2 separate regions of the Rattus norvegicus genome follow, and region 1 is linked to region 2. The links are chromatin contacts, called in public Hi-C maps. All regions are on one chromosome and are shown on one strand. Each heading gives the region's core, a stretch centred on a gene start, on an enhancer-like site or on the middle of the called end of the contact. The rest is flanking DNA. Distances are from core to core; before and after follow the strand shown.

Region 1 (2,834 bases), core at 135-2,634, 190 kb after region 2:
CGGTCCCCATTACACTAGCTACACCTCGCCTCTGTTTCCAGTTTGACTTTGAGGACTTTCACCAAATGGACTATCGATGGTTTTACACGAAGCTTTTCAAGAATGGAACAAAATCTCTGAAGGCGAAGCAGCCCCTGTCAGAACAGCACAAGAAACCTGAAAAGAAAAAAAAAAAAAATTGATGCCTCTCTGACCAACTTCGGAGTCATCGCACCATCACGAGGCACTTTGGTCTGTGAAGTGTCTACAGTTTGGTTTCTTGATTTATACTTAATTTTAGAGCACCCAACCGGGATGTGGGCTTCAGCTGAAGAACTCTGGGATACAGGCCGTGGGACCATTGCCATTCTGAAAGCATCACTGAATTCTGACTCACCATTTATGGACAGCCTGTTCTGCCTTGGGCACTGTGTGTCACTTCCCTCACACCCCATGCTCTGGGTCACTATACCACCTTTGTGGTGCCAGCGATGTGATGACGAACCAAGTTATCAGATAAACTGCTCTCTTCTCTTCCTTTACTTGATTTAAATACAGCCCGTGGATGTCACACCAGTCAAACAACGCCCTTCCGCTAGCCAGTACTTTTCCGTTACCTTGTTGTAAGCACATCTGGCCCTGAACTTGATCCAAGTCAGGCAAGATACATCCTAGACAGCTAGAGGTTAATAAGCATCTGAGTGGTTAAATTTAGCCTTTATTCTACTATCCCGAAAAGGGCTAGTTCCCCTTGGAATGTGGGTTTTGTTCCATTGCCAAGTCTCGTGTAAAACTAATAATAGACCCACTTGGTGAGAGTCCTTAAGTAAAATTAGAAAGCGAGGCAAACCGCACAGGTAGCCGATCCCAGATTGCGGTTCTGGGACTGGTCAGTGGAGGGCGCCACTCGCCGAGCTGTCTAACTGAAGGTTTAGATCTCTCAATGTCTCTGCTAAACTGAGCATTTCAAACACCTTCATACAGTCGCTGTGAACATTAAACAACATGAGAAAGTGCACGGCACATACTAGCTACTTCACACGTGTTCCTTTCCTTTTCTTCTACCCCAGCCCCACCCCCAATCCCCAAAATTAACGTTGCCATTAAATTTGCCAAATAAGGCAAAGACTACTGAGGTCGATTGCAGCTGCAAGATTACAGAGTCTCTCTGTCCCACCCAAGTGCTTAAGAAGTGTCGGGCACAATCCAAACTCCAAAGGATGTTAAATGCTGTTCCCCTGCCACCCACTCTAGCCACCAGGGCCCCAATGCACATTAAAATAAGATTAGGGCAATGATTTAAGCTGAAAATTGGGCTGCCAGGGGAAAGCACGGGCCTCACTCCTGGGGGATTAACTATACCTATGGGTTCAGCGGCAGGCGCCTCGGGCTGCCTGACGTCAGCGCCCCGGGTTGTTTTTGCCCCCCGCAGTGTGGGAAGGAATGGGAGTGGAGTGGGTGAAGGAGAGCGGTGCCTCTCCAGCGCCAGCGTAGCCCGCCGGCGCCCTCTAGTGATTCTTAGCCGACACAGGTTTCTCTAAGAAAACAAAGCCGGGAGCCAGATATAGATAACTCACAGGTTTTATCCTCGCTCTCCTCCTAGGTTCAGAGAGTTCCCCAGCACCAACCATCACAGGAAGTTGCTGATGAGAGAGAGGAGGAGTATTAGTACTGCTTTGTGGCAGTCCTGAACAAACCTCCAGTTTAGGAAGTGATAAGGACTTTAATATTTGGAGAGAGTTCTGAAATGTTCTTAGCAGTCTTCACAAAAAAAGCAGATGGCAGCAGAGAAGGGAGATTTAGACCGCCCTCCATGAGCTGGCTTCTCCTGGAGACAGTCTGGCTGCCACTGCATACCAGGACGGATACCCATGCTCAACAACAAACAGGAGGCAGTTACAGCTCCTCCTGTGTGTCTACTTCCTGTGTCAATTTCATGAACCATGGCGAAAATAGGCAGTAAAGCTCTATCCTGCTTAGGAATAAATAATAAATGATCTGGACTCCACAGCAGGCAGGTCTAGAGAGGAGAAATATTTTGTATATATTGCCTTACTTCAGCAGGTGAGAGGAAGAAGCAGCGTTCTACAGATGAGGCGTGGTGGTTTCAGGAGAGGCAACGTTCACTCCCACCCCAACTCAACCAGAAACACACATACACACAGAATCACATACAAATGCACAAATACAGACACATACACACACAGTCACACATACATCATACCTACACACAGAGAAATGCATATAGACCCACACACAGGCACATACACTCACAGTCTCACACACACACATCACACAAATGCACACAAATGAACATATGCACACACATTACACACACACGCGTGTGCACACACACCACACACACACACACCAGAAATGTAACTTGGCCGTGTTAGATTAAGAAAACAGAAAGCCATTAGCTTATCTCTGAACTCTGAGCCCCTGTTACAAACTACCACTTAAACATCAACAAACTGAACAAGTATTTATTTGTTCATTAATTTATTTTGAAACAAGTTGGTTCCCTGTGGCCCAGTCTGACCTTGAACTTCTGATCCTCCTGCATCTGCCTTCTGAGTGCTGGGAATTCATATGTAAGCTACCACACATAAGAGGTGTATATGGTTTGTTACAGAAAGTGCGGACTTTGGTCAATCATAAACAGCCTCACCCTTCAGCCAGTTATAGGCCTCCTGTATTGGTTTGCCTTCTGTTGTTGTGTCAAACACCAGGTAAAGACAACTTGGAAAAGGAAAGGTTTGCCTTACCACTTAGAGTTCATCATGAAGGAAACTCAGGGCAGAAAGAAACTCAGGACAATCCACGAGGGCAAAGGGAGCAGAAGCAGCAACCAG
Region 2 (2,952 bases), core at 47-2,546:
TCCTGCTGCTCTGCTTTTAGTAGTTCTGCCTGCAGTGTTTCTTTGAAGTGTGTCCAAATGAGACTGTAAGTCACAAACCCGAGCTGTCCCGCACACTCTCTGGGACCAAGACACACTCTTGCCCAATGGTGTCTCATCTAAGGAGTGTTTTAGCTTCTGAAGAAAAGCCCACTCGTGCTTCAAAGATGATATTTTCTCAGCAACTGGGAAGGCAAATTCTTGGGGGAAGAGAGGAGATGCAGAGCACTGCAGTCCCTCTGGAGGTCCCTTTTCAGGTCACTTTCACCAATTAACTCCCAAAGATCCTTGCTGACAGCAATTTATAGATGAGAATCCAAACCAAATGAGACCCAGCTGTGAGGCAAAGGCTTCTGTGGTGAAAAACAGAGAACAGAGTGGAAGCTTTCTGGGAAACAAAAAAGTTCAGGACCTCCTCTAAGAAGCCCAAGGAGGCTGGCTCTCTAGGGAATAGGCTGCCTCACTCAAGCCACTTCCCTTCTTGCTCCTTGGCATTTTCTCTATGGCCCCATCCCAGATCCTGCCCCTGGCTTTCTGCATGTGGCCCTGAGTCACTTCGCCTTGGAGACTGAGTATGACTTTTAAAGCTAAGACTTCTTCCACCTACCTTCTTTGGCTTCTGAGTTTGTCCTTATAAAAAGGATACAGAAAATGTCACAGGCAGAACTCTGAAGGAAAAGTCAGGCAACTGGTATACCAAACTCCGTGAATGGAGACAAATAAGGCTAAGGTGGTTGATCCAAGTGGATAATGAGCTAGCATAGCTGGACGTTGGTCATTGAGTGAGTGAATTGAGTATATATACATATATATTCTAGAAATACAAACTACATTGTGTGTGTGTCTGTCTGTGTGTGTGTGTATATGTGTGTGTGTGTATGTCAAACAGAAGTAAAAGAAAATTTATCAGAAGCCAATAGATAGCAACGTTTTATGAAATCAGACACTTATAACATCCAGCAGAAATAACTGGGCACTAAGCCCAGCTGAAACTGACAAGCTAGGGTTCCGGACTGAGAGTCTCCAGGAGAGCAGAGCTGTCCCCATAGATGAGTGTCAGCTTCTCATCCCCCATGCATATTATTACTTATATTGTAAGTTAAAGAGCGGTAACTTCTGTTGGGAGGAGTTTGCCTTCCAACCATTCTCAAAAGCCTGATGTCAACAATACCCTTAGCTCTTTGGTCCTCTCTCCACTGAAATGACCATGCTGGCTCTGGGTTAAGGGGCTGCCTCCTCACCCCCAATGTGTGTCCAGCAATCTCAAACAGCACACGGAAATTTAACTACAAAACTGATGTTACGGAGATCACAAGCAAAATCTATGGGATGGTGCGGGTTCTGTAGTTGTCAGCCAACAGGCTCGGCCTGCCCCCAGTCTCAGAGCCAGAGTAAGGAATCACTAATGTAAGTGCCAAGGATGACTAGAGTGCAGACCAGGTGGTATTGAGGAGCCCGGTGACTGTTCTCCAGCACTCCCCTCTCCTCAATCCTTTCCACTCCATTTTGACAGATTTCTGGAAGTAGACAATGGAAAAATTCTCATATCTTCCAGAGGCTTGGGACCATGTACAGTACCAAGCACGGACAATGCTATGGAACCAGATTCAAACAGGGAAGGGGTCTGCGATCCTCACCATCCCAACAAATATCCAATCTTATACAATGACAACTAGCCGTCAGAGCACACAATGAGGACTAGCAAGCCGTCAGAGCACACAATGAGGACTAGCTAGCTGCCAGAGCACACAATGAGAACTAGCTAGCTGTCAGAGTGCACAATGAGGACTAACTAGCTGCCAGCACACAATGAGGACTAGCTAGCTGTCAGAGCACACAATGAGGACTAGCTAGCGGTCAGAGCACACAATGAGGACTAGCTAGCGGTCAGAGCACACAATGAGGACTAGCTAGCGGTCAGAGCGCACAATGAGGACTAGCTAGCGGTCAGAGCGCACAATGAGGACTAGCTAGCTGCCAGAGCACACAATGAGGACTAGCTAGCCGTCAGAGCACACAATGAGGACTAGCTAGCAGTCAGAGCACACAATGAGGACTAGCTAGCTGTCAGAGTGCACAATGAGGACTAGCTAGCCATCAGAGCACACAATGAGGACTAGTTAGCCGTCAGAGTGCACAATGAGGACTAGCTAGCCGTCAGAGTGCACAATGAGGACTAGCTAGCTGCCAGAGCATACCCAGTGATGGCAGAACACCCAGGATAATGATTGTCAGAGCACACACAAGGACAACTGTCAGAGCACACATGTTGATGACTAACAATCCTGGAGGGCGAGTAAAGAGCACATACAGTGAACACACGATGATGCTGAAGTCCTGTAGAAGGCAGAGCAGGATGGACAGGAGTCTGACAAAGAAGTTGGACACACAAAGAACATCTTATAAGACAGGGAAAGCTCACAAAGCGTGGGACAACCACAAAATACATGTGGAAGGCGTGCTGGCTAGTTTTATATCAGTTTGACATAAGCTAGGGTCATTTGAGAAGAAAGAACTACAACTGAGAAAACACTGTCAACACACTGGCCTATGAGGAAGCCTGGGTTGCACGTTCATGGTTGGTGACTGATGTGAGATGGCCCAAATCATTGCCGGGGGTGCTGATAGTGGACAGGTCCTCCTAGGTGCTATAAGGAAGCAGAATGAAACAGTGGTGAGGAGCAAATCAACACCTCTCTATGGCCTCTGCATCATGTCCTGCCTCCAGGTTCCTGTCCTGCCTCCAGGTTCCTGTCCTGTCTTACTTCCTGCCCTGATTTGCCTTGGTGACAGACTGTGATGTTGAACTGAAAGCTCAGAGAAACCCTTCCATTTTCCTGATGCTTCTGGTTATGATTTTTTAGATCATAGCAATAAAAGCCATAACTACACAGAAAGCTTTTCATAGTTGGTTAAAATATCTGTTTAAAATTG

What was found. A called contact is a pair of places that touch in the nucleus more often than the background predicts.
Region 1: a Hi-C map of the Rat2 cell line shows a contact between it and region 2, with 4 times the contacts expected there. The contact joins two enhancer-like sites. A contact is called at or near these places in 2 of 12 Hi-C or Micro-C datasets (the A7r5 cell line and the Rat2 cell line).

Annotation. Positions count from the first base shown.
Region 1 is chr2:228,911,432-228,914,265 of GRCr8, forward strand. No RefSeq gene overlaps it. Among named protein-coding and RNA genes, the nearest start is that of Ddit4l, 110 kb to the left of the region's middle. Within about 2 kb of position 1,385, at least 50 of the 93 cell types and tissues checked have an H3K27ac peak or open chromatin away from gene starts, as enhancers often do.
Region 2 is chr2:228,726,430-228,729,381 of GRCr8, forward strand. No RefSeq gene overlaps it. Among named protein-coding and RNA genes, the nearest start is that of Ddit4l, 74 kb to the right of the region's middle. Within about 2 kb of position 1,297, at least 8 of the 93 cell types and tissues checked have an H3K27ac peak or open chromatin away from gene starts, as enhancers often do.